Linked DNA regions of Arabidopsis thaliana: region 2 is linked to region 1. The links are chromatin contacts, called in public capture Hi-C maps. All regions are on one chromosome and are shown on one strand. The core of a region is the stretch at or near the end of the contact, and the rest is flanking DNA. Distances in the headings are between cores, read along the strand shown. Region 1 holds the start of ESC (Putative AT-hook DNA-binding family protein). Region 2 holds the start of AT1G21150 (Mitochondrial transcription termination factor family protein).

Region 1 (4,139 bases), core at 680-3,179:
GCCCTGACTCGCCAGGTTACGCCGATGAAAACGACGGTTCCTGGGTCCCACATGCCATGAGGATGGACGGTTCCGATCCACTTCCTACTTTCCTACTGAGATTGGTCCCACCATGGTTCAGGCCACATGCGTCCACGTTGAGGGAGCTTAGGTGTTACTATATGGGTGCAGTTAAAAATTAAGACAACCAGTCACGGTCCGATATGAGGTCATGCATTAATGGGTCGGATCGAGTTTAGTCAGTTCAATAAATTAAGATGAATAAGTCAATAATTATTTGAATGGGTTGATGCAATTGGTAAGTGTTTTCAGGATTATCGTTTGTTTCCCAAACAATTTTTGTAAATTAAAAGTTTGATATCATTTGTATGAAGATGATATATCAAAAAAAAATTTTACTAATACATTACTCATTCTAAATCAATAAATTATCAGTGTCTAGTTGTCTTTTTCTGGTATATTTTTTTGTCCATGTTAGAAAAAGCGTAGTTCTAATTAGTGATTCACCAAATTCGACATAAGGCAACAAAGTGGAGTACTTATCAATAATTTTTGAAAATATAAAGTAGTAGTATCAACTAATTTGACATTTTGATAATTATCAGCTAGTCTTATCACATTAATGGATCATTAACTTTCTCCAAACTTATCATCAAAAAGGGTCCACTCCGTTTTACGATATTTAAAGGAGTATACATGGGTAGATCTCACTATCTCAGTATAGAACAAAGGACCATTACCTAGATTGATTGTTCTACGTTATGCGCCTTATGCCCTCTTGACAATAAAAGTGAATATAAAGTACTTTAGTAGAACATTGATTCTTTGATATATAATTAGCTCGGGTTTAGCAAGATAATTTAGTAGCAACCAAAAAAAAAAAAAAACACATCACAAGCAGAATTAATCAATTGTTGTTCTGCAGCGCTTAAAAGTGACTAATTCTCTTCTTCTTTTTCTATAGTAAAGATGGTTCGTATCCGTTTGTTTATTATAGAACGTGGGTTCTTCTTAGAATATTGTATTCGCAAGCCATATACTATATATCTATTTTAAATTATTATACATTATATTTTTACAAAATTAGTTGACAAAACTAATAATAATACTATACATGTAAATTTTTTTTCTTTTCTTCTTCTATATAACTCACGTTCTGCATCCAGTTTGAATATGAATAATAACATATATCAGCAGCACTATGCAAATCACAAGCCTACAAATATCTAGTAATAATGCAAGTTTATACTAAGTTTTACAATAAAAAGATGCGTAAGTAAATTAAAATTCTAAATAAAATGACCTATAGTAGTATTTTCTCAAGTAAGAGAAGACTAAATAGTACTATTTCTCATTTTTACTTATACGAAAACCTTTTAATTAAGTTACTAAAACCATAAATAAGTTAGTAACATGATAATAACATTTATCAAATAACTTTTGTTTAAACATAACCTCCACGCGCCTTAAAGGGAATGTAGGATTCGTTTTAATCCTTGTGTACCCAACTTCCACTTGACATTTTTTTTTTTTTTTTTTTTTTGTTAAATGATACGTTTTCTTTAGCTCGTATATAATAGTATCTGATAAACAAATTGACCAAATGTTATCTCTTCTGTTAATCTTATCTCATGCTTTCAAATATAAGAATTCCTTCTCTAAATTTCTTTTGTATTATCCGATTGGAGCCAAACAAAAACTGCGACGAACCCCTAGTTTTCTTTGGTAGATCTTATGTAAGGATAACCACTTACACACATAAATTTTTTTGTCGGCATTTGTGTATATGTAATAAATAGTATTAATTTACTTAAAAAAGAACATATTATTCAAATAATAATTATTATATTAATGATATAATAAAGGGGACTGTTTCTCCGCTAAATTCTCGGTGTATGTCTTTGCTTTTACTTTCCTCGTTCAATGAGAGGACCAAAAATTTATTGCAGAGTCGCACATGAATCTCAAGCTTCTCTCTCCTTTTTTTCCCATAGCACATCAGAATCGCTAAATACGACTCCTATGCAAAGAAGAAGCTACTTCTTTCTCTTGCCCTAATTAATCTACCTAACTAGGGTTTCCTCTTACCTTTCATGAGAGAGATCATTTAACATAAGTCACCTTTTTTATATCTTTTGCTTCGTCTTTAATTTAGTTCTGTTCTTGGTCTGTTTCTATATTTTGTCGGCTTGCGTAACCGATCACACCTTAATGCTTTAGCTATTGTTTCCTCAAAATCATGAGTTTTGACTTCTCGATCTGAGTTTTCTTTTTCTCTCTTTACGCTCTTCTTCACCTAGCTACCAATATATGAACGAGCAGGATCAAGAATCGAGAAATTGATTTGAGCTGGCGAATAAGCAGTGGTGGGATAGGGAATTAGTAGATGCGGCGGCGATGGAAGGCGGTTACGAGCAAGGCGGTGGAGCTTCTAGATACTTCCATAACCTCTTTAGACCGGAGATTCACCACCAACAGCTTCAACCGCAGGGCGGGATCAATCTTATCGACCAGCATCATCATCAGCACCAGCAACATCAACAACAACAACAACCGTCGGATGATTCAAGAGAATCTGACCATTCAAACAAAGATCATCATCAACAGGGTCGACCCGATTCAGACCCGAATACATCAAGCTCAGCACCGGGAAAACGTCCACGTGGACGTCCACCAGGATCTAAGAACAAAGCCAAGCCACCGATCATAGTAACTCGTGATAGCCCCAACGCGCTTAGATCTCACGTTCTTGAAGTATCTCCTGGAGCTGACATAGTTGAGAGTGTTTCCACGTACGCTAGGAGGAGAGGGAGAGGCGTCTCCGTTTTAGGAGGAAACGGCACCGTATCTAACGTCACTCTCCGTCAGCCAGTCACTCCTGGAAATGGCGGTGGTGTGTCCGGAGGAGGAGGAGTTGTGACTTTACATGGAAGGTTTGAGATTCTTTCGCTAACGGGGACTGTTTTGCCACCTCCTGCACCGCCTGGTGCCGGTGGTTTGTCTATATTTTTAGCCGGAGGGCAAGGTCAGGTGGTCGGAGGAAGCGTTGTGGCTCCCCTTATTGCATCAGCTCCGGTTATACTAATGGCGGCTTCGTTCTCAAATGCGGTTTTCGAGAGACTACCGATTGAGGAGGAGGAAGAAGAAGGTGGTGGTGGCGGAGGAGGAGGAGGAGGAGGGCCACCGCAGATGCAACAAGCTCCATCAGCATCTCCGCCGTCTGGAGTGACCGGTCAGGGACAGTTAGGAGGTAATGTGGGTGGTTATGGGTTTTCTGGTGATCCTCATTTGCTTGGATGGGGAGCTGGAACACCTTCAAGACCACCTTTTTAATTGAATTTTAATGTCCGGAAATTTATGTGTTTTTATCATCTTGTGGAGTCGTCTTTCCTTTGGGATATTTGGTGTTTAATGTTTAGTTGATATGCATATTTTGGTTTCTCGTGTTTATTTCTTTTCTTCTCATATCTTCGGTAGATGTTACATGTTAGAGAAATGCATGTGTCTCGTTATGTTAGAAAATTCCTTTCCATATATGGCTTTCTTTTATTCATAGCTAGGGTTTCGTGTTGTACCCTATAACTATTATTATAATTAGCTCGATTTGATAGATATATAGGTCTAGACTATTCAATAATGAGTTCGTTTGTTCTTTTAAGAATTTTGAGCTTCACGGCGTATTCTTGATGAAATATTATGTGGGCACATCTCAGGCGCTCATTTGAATATTTTTACAATACGTCAATACGTTACCTTAATCATAGTATAATATAGTTCTTTCAACTTTTTAACAACCTCAATGTAGTATTCATTATAAGGTTAGAAAATTATTATACATATTGATCAATATATACGTTTTGTGCATCTAAATTCATTATTCGTACCATTTGAGTACTTGTAGCGTCTTTTAGCCGAGTATACCTTTTAAGATCACAACTTCTGTGTCATATCTATCTATCTATACGGTGTTATTGTGTTAAGAGTACTGTCATATATACCCATCTATATATAAGGTGTTAAGAATATGCTTACATATTGATCAAAACGTGCATCGTTCTAAATTTTGTAGTTAACCACTTGCCTGATTAGAACGTCTTTTTAGCCGTTTGTACTTACAGTTGAAAATTCCATTGATTGGT
Region 2 (4,139 bases), core at 1,069-3,568, 140 kb after region 1:
TCTGGATATGTAAAACTAAGAAGCAAAAACATAAATTTGACTTTTGTAATGAATATCTAAACCTCCAAGATAGATTAAAAATCAGAAAGAAAATCAAATATGAAAAAATGGAGCGGATCACATATATACTACACCACTAGTGTTTCAAATTTTTTTGGCTGAAAAAATCGGAGACAAAATTTTACCAATTTGTGTCAACAATTATATATTTTTTAAACTGATCACATAAACGAAATTTGTTTTAAGAGAGTAATTAGCTTAACTCAATAGACTAAACTCTAAAAATATGCAACTAATCGGCCAAATTAATCCACCAAAATACCACTGAATTTTGGTAGTTAGAACCTGTTAGAAATTATAACAAAGTAATCCCCAACTAGAGCCTACCTATATTTATCCATTTCGTTCCAAACAAAGATATCAACACCACACAAATCCTTTACACAAAGATTGATCGCGTTGGAGTGTACAAATGCTCTCGTCATGACAAATCAATGATCTCCGAAAAAAACATAAAAAGAGAGCTACTTTTGGAATCCTTGTCGTGTTCCGTTTTATAAAGCTAAATTTAATGCCTACTTTTGCACCAGATTGCGTGTTAACTCTCACATCCTCGTAGAAAGGATAATGCAACATGTGAGCTTTATCTATGAAAACATTATAGTATCATCATCATAGATATTTCTTTGTACAAAATAAACAGAATCAACAAAATTACCATAACCATAAACAGAATCAGCTAAATCATTTTATGATGTCAAATTAAATGTCACAAAATTCATCAAAACATGATCGGAGTCGGCAAGGTTCAGCCGCAACCAAGAGTGTGTTCTCACTTCTCTAATAGAACAAACTCATCGATTACTTGTAAAGGGTTGTACAAGTTGTGGCATCTCATCCTGATATTTCAGCACAAACTTATCCATGAACTCGGAGCTTTTCAGCTTTAGTATAGTGAAATAGTTGATGTCTTCCTTCTTCACAAGTCCTTTGGAGAGAAGCAAAGAGATGACCTGGTTCCTCGGTTTGATTCTCTTCTCCATGCTCAGAGATAACACCACCGGTCTTGCAACAATGTCACGAGCTTGCAGACCAATGTTGTTTACAAGGTACTCCAATGTGTACATTATCTTCTCATCTGAAACCGTCACACAGTTTGGGAATCTCATGATCGCTGCGACGAAATCTTCTTTAGACCAACCAAAACATTGGAACAACTTAAATTTCCGCTCCATTGCTGATTCACTCGTGCAATCAAAGGCTACCATAGCGTGAACAAAACCCGCCTTTTTCGGGTCAAAACCGTAGCTGCAAACTCTGTTTAAGACCTCGTTGAATCTTCTCTCACGAGAGAAAAAAGTGAATGGAGACGCTTGAACCAACCACTTGATGCTTTTGTCAGGAACTCCAAGCTCTCTACAAATGGAGACACGAAGAGACACACAATGTGTAATCTTCAATGAGAAACATCTGATTCCACGCTTGAGACACTTGACAACACTTTCTTCCTCAACGAGTATGCTCTTGAGGGAATCATAGCAAGGGATCAATCTTTTGTGCAAGCTATATGATAGCATTTTCGGGGAAGAAGAGATCATTTTCGCAGTATCCGAGGTCGAAAACCCGATAGAACTGAAAAACATGAGCTTGGGCGAGATTACATCTTCCGGGCTCAGTGACAGAACACGAGGAAAGGATTTGATGACACTGGTGATCTGGTCATTGGTGAAGCCATGGTCCTTGAAGAGAGCAAGAACAGAGTCTGGTTTCTTGGACGAAACCAATTTGACGAATCTGGAATTCGATTTAGCAGATTCCAAAGACAGTCCACAAGAATCCACGAGATAAGAAACTGTAAAAGATTCCAAACATGGTTTTTGCTTTTCGAGATTCTCTGATTTCACTTGTGACACTGAACACAACGTTCTTATTCTACCCACTAAAAACCCTAAATTGACAATGCGACGAACAGTGGAAGAAGTAAACGCACAATCTACGACATTTCTACAGTGTAATAAGCTCGACATGAATACGAATCCTAAGCCAGTATCTCTTCTAAATCTCAAAAATTCTCCAACTTTGCAATAATCAAAATTCACCGGAAAAATCAGGTTCTCAATAGAGAATAGAGCTAAAAGACCGTCGTGAATACCTTTGAGAGCCGAAGAATTTCGTAGAGACTCCTGGAGATGTTGTCTTATTCCGGAGGACTGGCTCATACACGAGTGTAGGTAAAATAATCGATTCAAAATCAAAATGCGACGATGTTGTCTGAATCTGTGAATAGGTCCTTTATTTCTCTTTATTCATAGATTCGCCTCAAATGTTATTAAGTTACACAATAAGCCAGTCTGGGTATTATCTTGTAAATTATATGTATATCAAAATATTTTGTAAAATATTGGTAGCCAAAAACAAAAGACAATTGCTTCCATAAAGTATTTAGGGGCATTAAAGGAGTTGTTTGTCTATATTATTAAAAACGAAAAAAAAATAAAAAAATCAGCACTTCAAAAAAAGAAAAAAAATACATAAGTTTAAGTCCCTCACTCTCAAATCTCAAAAATCTTCATTGTATCTTGAATATCCTTTTAAGTCTCAAAACAAGATCCTTCTCGTCGTTAGATAACTCATTCTGCAATCAGGTTTCGAATATCAGTTTAAGCTTTACTAAAACACAAGCTAATGTTAAAACAACATTTTTGACAACCCAGGGCAAGAAAGACTGTATACAACTTACCCAGTAATTAGTTCTGATTACGTCCACGGATCGACTAGAAATGTGACTGATAAGCCTGTCGTCTACACCAAAGTGCCTCCCAAACATTTTCTGTTCTTCTGGGTTAGAAGCAATGATCTAATACGAAAACAAACATTAGTTTTTAAGGAAAGGCAGTAAAAACTAGAAAAATGATGACAAAAAGAGGGATCTCATACCTTAATAGCCACCTCCTGTCCTTTCCTTGCATAATCAACTGGCATGTTGTTGTTATTCTTAATTGATGAGACGCGCCCAATGTCCATAAACACTCTTACATTCTCAATCCTTTTAACAATGCAAATGGGAGTTCCAACCTAAATCAACAAGACCGTATTGTTAGATCTTTGTGATCCAGCAGAAAAGTGTACTCAGATCCTGAATGAGAAAATACCATATACCTTTAGTATTCCATCATTGACTTTAACTCCAAGGATAATTGGGTCCCTCTGATTGTAGATATGGTTTGGTAAAATCTGAAGGATACATGGGAAAACTGCTTCACAAGCTGTTTCTTTCTTTTTCTCCTCTTTGATACCCTCTATGTAACTCTTAAACTTATCGAACAGACAATAGATGGTATCATCGCAGAAGATTTTTACTCCCATTTTGTCTGCAAGTTCACGAGCTTCTGCACTTATTTTCACATCAAAGGCCAAAATCGTTGCAAACTCTTTTTTCTTCTCTAGCATTACCCCGGCCTTCATGATATCCTTCTTATGCACAGGTCCTATGCCAATACCACTGACAGGTATTTTTACATCTGAGGACTTCAAGAACTCGAGCAATGCTTCCAAGGACCCTAATGTAGATGCTTGTACATAAACGCCTTCACCACTTTTGTCAATGCGGTTCATAACTGACTCAATATCTTCCATGGCATTTTTCTTGGCTTCTTCCATGTCCTCATTAGGTCCAATCACATGCAAGGCAGTACCAGCAATGGCGTGTTCAAGGCCCTTTTATAAACACCAAAAATATAGGAAACATTTGTTCAGGATGTCCTCATTTGTGCTAAGTAATTAAGATCAAGGTAAGAATAAAGTAATTGTAATGTCAGAGACAATCACCTGTGCAGCAATTTTGATACCCTGCGCAGCCTTTACTTCTCTGTGAGGCATATAGGTACCCTGAAATATCAGACCAAAAATTGTCATTGTGTACGAAAAAGGAATGTAGAAAGCTATTTGCATAAACCATGTTTCCCTAGGAATAATAATAACAAGAGGCAAGAAATGGACTATCTGAAAGTACCGTCACCCGCATCTCGTTCATAGGATAAGGAGTCAACAATGATCTAATAGTTGTTACAATTGGTCCCTGAAATAGAAGAAAGGAAAAAAATAAACCAATTACATCAAGTCTCCAGTTTTATGATATA

What was found. Capture Hi-C pulls out chosen DNA fragments and counts their contacts.
Region 2: a capture Hi-C map of shoot shows a contact between it and region 1, with 2.7 times the contacts expected there. A contact is called at or near these places in 1 of 26 Hi-C or Micro-C datasets (rosette leaf) and 1 of 3 other capture datasets (shoot).

Annotation. Positions count from the first base shown.
Region 1 is chr1:7,270,627-7,274,765 of TAIR10.1, forward strand. ESC (Putative AT-hook DNA-binding family protein) reads left to right here and starts at 1,930. Exons shown (of 1, transcript NM_101943.2): 1 at 1,930-3,446. The coding sequence starts at 2,398. The coding sequence ends at 3,333. It also overlaps AT1G08945.
Region 2 is chr1:7,405,552-7,409,690 of TAIR10.1, forward strand. AT1G21150 (Mitochondrial transcription termination factor family protein) reads right to left here and starts at 2,319. Exons shown (of 1, transcript NM_001332486.1): 1 at 667-2,319. The coding sequence starts at 2,219. The coding sequence ends at 855. AT1G21160 (eukaryotic translation initiation factor 2 (eIF-2) family protein) reads right to left here. Exons shown (of 13, transcript NM_101970.4): 8 at 4,013-4,078; 9 at 3,829-3,888; 10 at 3,160-3,717; 11 at 2,938-3,075; 12 at 2,741-2,857; 13 at 2,380-2,635. The coding sequence ends at 2,570.